2 separate regions of the Sus scrofa genome follow, and region 2 is linked to region 1. A link is a contact called in public HiChIP or PLAC-seq data. All regions are on one chromosome and are shown on one strand. The core of a region is the stretch at or near the end of the contact, and the rest is flanking DNA. Distances in the headings are between cores, read along the strand shown.

Region 1 (4,672 bases), core at 1,571-4,070:
GGTAGGAGGGAGTGCTGGCTCTCGCCTTCTCCTGCATGCTCGGTGAGAGCAATCTCAGGGCAGCACTTTTGGGCCCTTGCTGTCTCATAGAACTTGCCTCTTTTCCAATATAGTTCCTTTTCTGCATCCATAGGCTCCAGAGTCAACTCCAGTGTGAGAGGACAGGGAGATAAATCTCGCTATACTTAGAATGATCCCTCCACCTACAGCTCAGTCTCAGGGCATCAGATTGTAATAGGTGCTTTCTCCCCTCAGGCAAAATGTTTCCCCATACTCTGTTCAGTCTCCTGGCATGTCCATCAGCACCAGTTTGACAGATGTGCTCAGACAGGACTGACTCTCACTTGGATTCAGGTTAGGACTCCCGCTGTATGAAGACAGCAGTATATAGTGGGGACCAAAAAAGGGCTTCTCCTTCAAGAAGCTGCAGAAATTAAAAGAAGAAAAGTTAATTAGGGACAAAGACTTTGAAAATCAGGGCACCAGGAGTCCCTGAAAGTTTTTAAGAAGTGCTATAGACTGAATGTTTACCCACTCTCCCCAGATGAAACTGTTGAACTTAATATGATGGTATTTGAAGGTGGGGCTTTGAGGAGGTCCCGTGTGTGGGTTTGTTCTGCACTAACAAGTAGCTAACTCAATTCCCCATGGATAGTGACCGGGCGTTCCACAAGTTTAATTCAATTCTGACTTCAGATTGTGTGGGTTAAGGGCTGACCCACAGGACTGCCCCCACTTCAGATGCCAATCACAAGTCCAGGTGTTCACCTTTGCTTCTGATTGGCTATAAATCAGAGGTTCCCACAATGCTCTCCTCGGGTTTGGTAAATTTGCTAGAGCAGCTCGCAGAACTCAAGAAACCAGGTTATTTTTTTGGATTACCAATTTATCAGAAAAGGAATTAAAGAATACAATGAATAGCTAGATGAAAAGATACGTAAGGCAAGTTTCCAAATGCAGGAGCTTCTATTCCATGGAGTTTAGGGCCTGGCACATAGATGTATTCTGGTTCATCAACTTGGAAGCTTTCAACCCCATCCTTCTGGCTTTTTGGAGGCTTCATTACAGAGGCAAGACTGATTAAATTATTGGCCACTGTTAACTGAACTTAATCTCCAAAGGTTGGGGTGGTAGGGCTAAAAGTTCCAAACCTCTAATCAAGTGGTTGTTTCCCCTGGCAATCACTGCCCCCGCCCCCAACCTCAGGTTACCTAGAAACTTTCCAAAAATGACTTCATTAACATAACATAGGATAGTCATCCTCTTATCACTAAGGGAATTACAAGAGTTTCAGGTTCTCTGTGACAGGAAGAGGGACAAAGACCAAATATAATGTTCTTATTATAAATTACCATCCCAAGGGATTCAATTGTGAGGGTGGAGCCCTCACGAAAAAGGGATTGGTGCCCTATTAAAAAAAGACCCTACAGGGAGTTTCCATCATGGCTCAGTGGGTTAAGAGTCTGACTAGTACCCATGAGAGTGCAGGTTCAATCCCTGACCTTGCTCAGTGGGTTTAAGGACCCACTTTATCCCATGAGCTGTGGTGCAGGTCGCAGATGCAGCTTGGATGTGGCACTGTTGCGGCTGTGGCGTAGGCCAGCAGCTGCAGCTCCAATTGGACCGCTAACTTGGGAACTTCCATATGCCACAGGTGCAACCATAAAAAAGCAAAAACAAACCAACAACAAAAAAAATCCCCACAATTTAAGGACACGGCACAAGAGATGGCTGTCTATAAATCAGGAAGCTGACTCTCACCTGACGCTGAATCTGCTGGTCTCTTGATTTTGGACTTCCCAGGCTCCAAAACTGTGTGCAGTACGTGTTAGCTGTTTAAGCCACCCAGCATATAGTATTTTGTGAAACAAGAAGAAACAAAATGTAAGTGGTGTTTAGGAACAGTTAGAGTGTATTTGTAAAATGGAGAGGCAGGGAGAACAACAGCAAAATAAGATCAACTGGAGTTGTTTCCATTATCTAAGAATGAAATGTGGAAGACTGTTGAGGAAAAGTATGAATGTAAAGGAAAGACAAGAGAATGTTCCTGATATCTATTGCTGGCTAACAAATTACCCCAAACTTAGTGACTTTTGACTCTCTCACCAGACATCTCTCACTTTAAGTAACTTGAGAGCCCTTCCATGTGGTCTCTCCCCATGATTCCTCCAGGATGGCAACCCCAGGATAGCTGAATTTATTAGATGGCTTCCCTCCTAGTTAGCACTCCAAGAGAGAAACAGACTCTGTTAAGGCTAGTCTGGGAGTTTCTGTCCTGGTGCAGCGGAAGCAAATATGAGCAGGAACCATGTGGTTTCCGGTTAGGTCCCTGGCCTCGCTCAGTGGGTTGAGGATCTGGCGTTCCCATGAGCTGTGGTGTCGCAGAGGCGGCTCGGATCTGGTGTTGCTGTGGCGGTGGCATAGGCTGGCGGCTACAGCTCCGATTGGACCCCTTGCCTGGGAACCTGCATGTGCCGTGGGTACGGCCCTAAAAAGGACAAAAGACCCAAAAAAAAAAAAAAAATTAAAAGGCTAATCTGGCACAGAGTCACTTCTGCTGTGTTCAATGAGTTACAGCAGTTACAGAGCCCTCCCAGATTCCAGAGGAAGGGACAAAGACCCACCTCCTGATGGGAAAAAGTCAAAGAATTTGTGGTCGTCTTTAATCTGTCATGTTGATACATGAGATTTAGACTAACTTTCCCCTTGAAGACTGGCATTTTCCTCCAAATCCAGCATCTACTCTGCCCTAAATGCAGGTAAAGCACAAGACCTTCCAAACAGATCACAAATGGAAGATAAAGGAAATTTCTTTCACGTATGCAAGTGAGTAGCATTTAGGGGCTTCAAGCAGGTAACTGCATCAATGTTTAATTAAACACATTATGCTTCATTATACAAGAACACACGAATACAGTCTCTCGAAAAAACCCAACACAAAAGGCCACTCTGCCCTTCACTCCGCCCCCAACCCACGTCGCTGAAAGGTGAAGAAAAGGAGACCAGGCGGAGATTCACTGAGTAACACGGGGAAGCAAGGAGAGGCGATCAAAAGCTCGAAATCCAGTAGATGGCGCCCATCTGCGTGGCCTCCTAGGACCTCGCCCCTCCCTGGAGGCTCTGCCCAGCCGCTGCCCGCGCCGGAGTTTTTAAAATGGAAACAAACCCGGCTCCGCCCCCTTCCCTGAGGCCGCCGGGAAAATGGCACCGCCCCTTGGGGCTTCCTCGCCGGACACGCAAAGGTTCCTGCAGGTAGATCCTGCAAGCTCCCCCTGCCTCCTCTCATCTGGCTTCCTCCTTGCCCACCCTGTCTCCGGCCAGCTCGGTGGAAGCCTCACAACGGTGGGTCGGACAGGCCCTAGACCTTTCCGGGTTTCTTCACCTGTCCGCATCTGTGCTTGCTCCGCCCCCGGAAGTGACGACAGCCGCCCGGCTGGGCTGGTGTCCCGTCAGGCCTCGCGGCGGCGGCGGCGGGAAGATGGCGGCGGCGGGAGCCATGGAACGGAGCTTCGTAGAGCTCAGCGGAGCTGAGCGCGAAAGGCCAAGGCACTTTCGGGAATTCGCAGTTTGCGACATTGGTACGGAAGCATCCAGTAGGGCTCGATGCAGCTCCTGCCCTCGGGATCTTCCCGTGGATCCCTAAATCTCTGTCCTCCAGTTCATCCTCCTGAGCCCACATGCCTCCAGCCCCGGATTCAGAGCTTCATTAGTGTTCTACTTCTTTCTCTTTTTTTCCCCTTTTTGCATGGATTTTCAGTCTGTCACCCTCTGCTTTCTCAGCGCCCTCAGTCCGTGTCATCCCCTGAGAACCACGTGTGCAAGGGTGACCACTCTTCTTTTGCAGGAACTGCAAATGCAGTGGCCGGAGCTGTGAAATACAGTGAGAGCGCGGGAGGCTTCTACTACGTGGAAAGTGGCAAGTTGTTCTCCGTCACCAGAAACAGGTTCATTCATTGGTAAGTGCTGTGTTTGTCAAATCTCCCGAAAGGGCGTTTTGTTCGGCGGCTGAATTTTCGTGACTGTTCCCAAGGTGTCGTTTATTCTCCGAAGTGGTTATAGACAGGAAAAGAGAAAGACTGTTTCCTATTGATATCTGAGTCAGTGGAAAATTAAGCAGGCACAGAGTTCTGGAAGAGGTGCCCTCCCTGGCAGCACTAAAAAGAAGAAATGTAGCTTCGAGGGTAAAGCCCCAAAGATCAGTTCTAAGCATGAAGCCGTTATATTTTTATAGTGCTTTAAGCTTCCTTCATTCTACAAATTAGTCTTGAGTTTTTACATGTCAAGCACTGCTAGGTGTTCTAGGAGTGCAGGGATGAACAAAAACAGTCTCCATTTTCATCCTGCAAGATATAGTAGTGTAAGAATAGATGTGGACACATCTTTCATGGGGCAGTTTTGAGAAGGAAAAAGACATTAAGCTGGAGTTCCCTTGTGGTGCGACAGGTTAAGGATCTGGCATTGTCACTGCAACAGCCCAAGTTGCTGCTGTGACACAGATTCTTTCCCTGGCCGGGGATCTTCTACATGCCTCAGGTGTGACCCCCAAAACGCCATTAAGCTAATGACCCCACATAAGTATGTAAATGAAGTTTTTCATACTTCCCTCAGAGGAAAAGTATGAGAAGCTAATGGGAAAATCAGATGTAATTGGCGTGTCTGGGAAGGCCTGAAG
Region 2 (4,672 bases), core at 1,047-3,546, 530 kb after region 1:
ACAAACAAGGATTTTGGAGTCTGTTGTGTCCTTTGTAATGTAACTCATCTGCCTCTTCCCATCACCTGAGGGAGGTTAAGCCAAGCTCCAAGGCGTCAAAGACCTGCAGATAAAATTCCTAGCCTGAGGCGTCCAAAATTTGGGACAGCCTCGAACCTAGGAACACCCATCCCCCCACTCCAGCCTCTTGCGTGAGAACCCCAAACGGCGGAATTATTAAAGCAGCAGGCGCAGGCAGTACCGGGGCCCTTCAAACAGAGCTTCTTGGCCTCGGGCTCCAGCTCACGGGGGCTTCTGTTCCTCTTGCTCTTGGGGCGTAAAACCACCTCAGGGGTCTTCTGGGTTTCTGGGCGTTTCCTGGGAGCCATCGCGTCCTCCGTGCGAAGGGGTACTATGCCCTATGCCGAGATCACCAGGGGAAGATTGAGAAGCTTCTGGGGAGAAATAAGGGAGGGACCAGGGAGCCCGCTGAGCCACAGGTAAGCCAACTAAGCCAACTTCCCGCCAAACAGGCTCACCGGGAAGGCGGGGGCGCGCGCGGAGAGATGGGAAGTGTGTAAGGGGAGGGCCTCAGCCGCTCCCCAGAGAAAAGGGATGCCGCCTGCCTACGTGTTGGCCCTGAGCTAGTCCAAGTCAGCTGACCTGCCAGAAATAAAAATGGCCGCCAGAGCAAGGCCTCCCGAATTGAAGCCTCTTCAGGGGGGTCTATGCCAGGCCTATGGGCCCCCTCACCCAAGACCGATGCCAATCAAGCCTTCGGCTCCGCCTTCTCTACTTTCTAATTGGTGACCACACCCTCTCGGGCTTTGTGATTGGCTGATCCGTACAGTTGGTGTGGGGCGGCTTTATACAATGCTGTCCGCTTCCCCGCTGTGAAAACCGAGCCGATTCCTTCCGCCGGCCTTGCGGTCTGTGGCAATTACTTAAATGTCTCCAGCTCCGTCGAATCTCAGCTTCTCTGTAGAAAGTGGTTAAAACTCAAAGCTTTTAATTAAAGTTTCTCCAAACCTGTTGAGTGTCTGCCCAAAGAGCAGCGTGGGACAGCGACGATGGGCCTATACAGCGTGCAGCTAACTGGGCTGAGGCCTTGTGCACACGATTTCAGCCAAAGGCCAAGGCAGGGAGTCTCATAGGTGTCCCGCCCGGCCCGACAGGGAGATAGTTTGGATGCACCCCACTTTCCGCGACGAGCCAGGCAGAAGCTGGGGTTAGTCGGACTGCTGGTCCTTTCCTTCCACCCGCCAAGTCTGGTGCCAGATGCTTTGGGAGGGTGAGAGGAGGCAAACATGCATTAGTGGTAGATCCTACACTCCAGGAGCTTTCAGACAGGTAGGGACAGAATAGAGTTGCAAAAATATCTCTTGAAAGGAATGAATACTCCAAAAGAAAAGCTGGAAAAAGCTTTCTTCCAATCAGCACAAGGTGTTAGAAATGGCAACCACCAGGGGAAAGGGCACGCTGGTGGCTTCTCCTCTGCAGACCTGTAGCTCCGTTACAGAAGCAAGTTGTCCCCAGCCCACTTACTAAGACCAGCCATTAGTTTCACCTCTGCAGGGTGCTCATTTCTGGGGGATCCTTAATGACCCTTCCGCTAAAACGTTTACAATCTACTAAGAGGAAAAATACATGTGAAACAAGTCAAACAATTCAAGATAGAACACAACTGAGTACTATATTGTAAGCCAACAAACACTTTTAGATGCATTCAGAAAATATAATCTAATGGAGAAAGAATATTTAGGAAAAGCTCATAAGGAAAATGGGATTTTGTGGAGTTTGGGGATGGGAGGGGGGCAGAGAAGAGCATCCTAGGAGAAGAAACAGACTGGTAAAAGTTAGGAATGAGTGTGAGAACCATGAGAAAAAGAAAAATCAGCTCCTGGCATCTGGGAGCTGGCCTGGTACTATTAGCTAAGCCTTAACGTTCTGTCCAAATAAACAATTTCACAAAACATCAGCACAGACAAGGCCATTCTGTGACCATGATAGATCAACACAAAAACAAGATCACTGCACACAGAAAAAAGTATGAACATTGTCCAAACCACAAAAAAAATGACCAAACAGACCCTTATTATTTAGCTAAAATGAGTGACTGCAGGTTCTTTGCTAATCACAGCTTTGGCTTTGCTTCATTCCCCCCACCTTATAGATAAGGTTTATTGATGCCCAATCATAGGATCACCCCTGTTTCCTTTCGGCCTCCAATCCAGAGCAAAACTTCACTTCTTTGAACTATTATCCAAGCCATCCAACACAAACCAATCCTGTAAGTTCTTTCTAATACCTTCACTCTTTTTTTTTTTTTTTTTTGTCTTTTAAAGGCTGCACCCACAGCATATGGAAGTTCCCAGGCTAGAGGTCTGATCGGAGCTGTAGCTGCTGGCCTACACCACAGCCACAGCAACACCAGAACTGAGCCGTGTCTGAGCACTACACAACAGCTCATGGCAATGCTGGATCCCCAACCCACTGAGCGAGGCCAGGGATCGAATCTGCTTCCTTGTGGGTACTAGTCAGATTTGTTACCACTGAGCCATGACTGGAACTCCCTCTAATACCTTCTTACAGAGATGTCCCACCATTCCCCGTGGTATGCATGTTCTGTTGCAATGAGCAGTAGACCTAGAGTTCAACCACAGGAGTGTCCCTGGTGGAATTTGGCTTGGGGCATTAAAATTTATAAATAGGATAGGAGGAGAAAATTGATCACATTAAGGATTTGTGCAAAGTAAGAGAGGCCAGATCAAGGGGGTGGTTGAATAGTGGCAAGCAGGAGAATTCATTCTACTGACATCTGTCAAAAACATACTCTGACATTATTCCAGTCAAAGAGAAAGCTGAAATTAAACATGCTCTTGTTTCCTAGAGTTTCCTGGTGGCCCAGTGGGTTAAGGTTCTGGCATGGTCATTGCTGTGGCTCTGGTTACTGCTGTGGCAAGGGTTCAATCTTTGGCCTGGGAACTTCGGTATGTTGTGGGTGTGGCCAAAAAAATACTCTTTTTTTTCCCCATGGAGTGTGCCTTTTATTTTATTTATTTATTTATTTTTTTTGTCTTTTTGCTATTTCTTGGGCCGCTCCCGCGGCATATGGAGGTTCCCAGGCTAGGGGTCCAATCGGAGCTGTAGCCACCAGCCTACGCCAGAGCCACAGCAACGCAGGATCCGAGCCGCATCTGCAACCTACACCACAGCTCACGGCAACGCCGGATCGTTAACCCACTGAGCAAGGGCAGGGACCGAACCCGCAACCTCATGGTTCCTAGTCGGATTCGTTAACCACTGCGCCACGACGGGAACTCCAAGTGTGCCTTTTAATAGATAAACATACAGCTACTGTAGAGTGTTATAAGCTTGGTGAGAGAGGAACCATTGGATTCTGGAGGGGCAGGGGGCACAGAAAAAGGACACTTGAACTCAGCTTGGAGTGGGGTAAAGAAGGGACAGTGTCAAGGAAGACTTCTCAGAAAAGGTGATACTTAAGCTTAATCTGGAGGGGAAATCGAGGGAGAGGAGAGTGGGAGAGCATTCCAGGCAGAAGGAGCAGAAAGGCAAGGAGGTAATAGTTGGCCATGTTGGATTCATGAACAAAGGAAATGTCAGGTTTTCCCAGAATCCCTTTTAGTATTGAAGACTCTTCCATGGTAGACTAAAAAACAAACAAACAAAAAAACCCATGTGTGAGCAGTGGAAACCTCCCTTGCACGTACCAGTAAAATGCTTTGCCTCAGGTTGTATGCTGGGCCTTCCTTACCCTGGATTTTGCTTTGTTTTACCAAAAGCAGCAGCTCAGGGACTTGATGTCAGATGTTCCCATCTGGTGAACCATTAGGTGCAGAGTGGACAAAAGCAAATAATGCTTTTTTTTTTTTTTTTTTTTTTTTTTGCTTTTTAGGGTTGTACCCACAACATATGGAGGCTCTCAGGTTAGGAGTCAAATCGGAGCTACACCTGCTGGCCTACACCACAGCCACAACAACAACAAAGCAGGATCCCAGACACATCTTCGACCTACACCACAGCTCAAGGCAATGCAGGATCCCTAACCCACTGAGTGAGGCCAGGGATCAAACCTGAAACTTCATGGTTACTAACCGGATTCGTTTCCACTGAGCCACAACGAGAACTTCAATACATATTTTTTTGATACTGCTGATCTGATAATGAGGCGAACGGTACAGGATTGCTCTGGTTTCACGCCATGGAGAGGATGTGCATGAAACCCTATTTATAGCTGTTTTTATTCTATCTGTAATGCTACTTTTGACATAAAGCGTCACAAGGCAATTCATTCAAAAGCTGCTGGTGATAGCAAATCAAGGTCTCGTGTTCACACTGGAAGCTGAGTAGACCGTGAGCATGACCCTAAATAATGCCAATTTCTTTGATCTGCAAAACAAAATGTGGCTTAGGTGTTTTCTGGAACAAATAATATAGCATGGTGGAAAGAGCACTGTACTCAGACTCTGATCCTGGAGTCACCATCTCATTTCTCTATGCCTTAGTTTCCTCCTCATAAAATGAAGGGGAGAGAGGAGGTGGTCTCGCAGATCCTTTCCAGTTTTAAAATCTGCTATTAAAGCAGCAGAAACTAGTGATTGCCTTCAACTCTGGCCTCCCTGTGGGAAGTTTCCATCTAGTAGGAATTGTTTTCTTGTTGCAGGCTGATACA

The links. HiChIP or PLAC-seq counts read pairs in DNA pulled down with a chosen protein or histone mark.
Region 2: a contact with region 1 is called in an H3K27ac HiChIP or PLAC-seq map of alveolar macrophages. The contact joins the promoter of DDB2 here to the promoter of NUP160 in region 1.

What each region holds. Positions count from the first base shown.
Region 1 is chr2:14,837,236-14,841,907 of Sscrofa11.1, forward strand. NUP160 (nuclear pore complex protein Nup160) reads left to right here and starts at 2,821. Exons shown (of 37, transcript XM_021085052.1): 1 at 2,821-2,826; 2 at 3,257-3,578; 3 at 3,845-3,956. The coding sequence starts at 2,821.
Region 2 is chr2:15,368,327-15,372,998 of Sscrofa11.1, forward strand. It overlaps DDB2 (DNA damage-binding protein 2), which reads right to left and starts at 2,297. Exons shown (of 8, transcript XM_013994357.2): 1 at 242-2,297. The coding sequence starts at 368.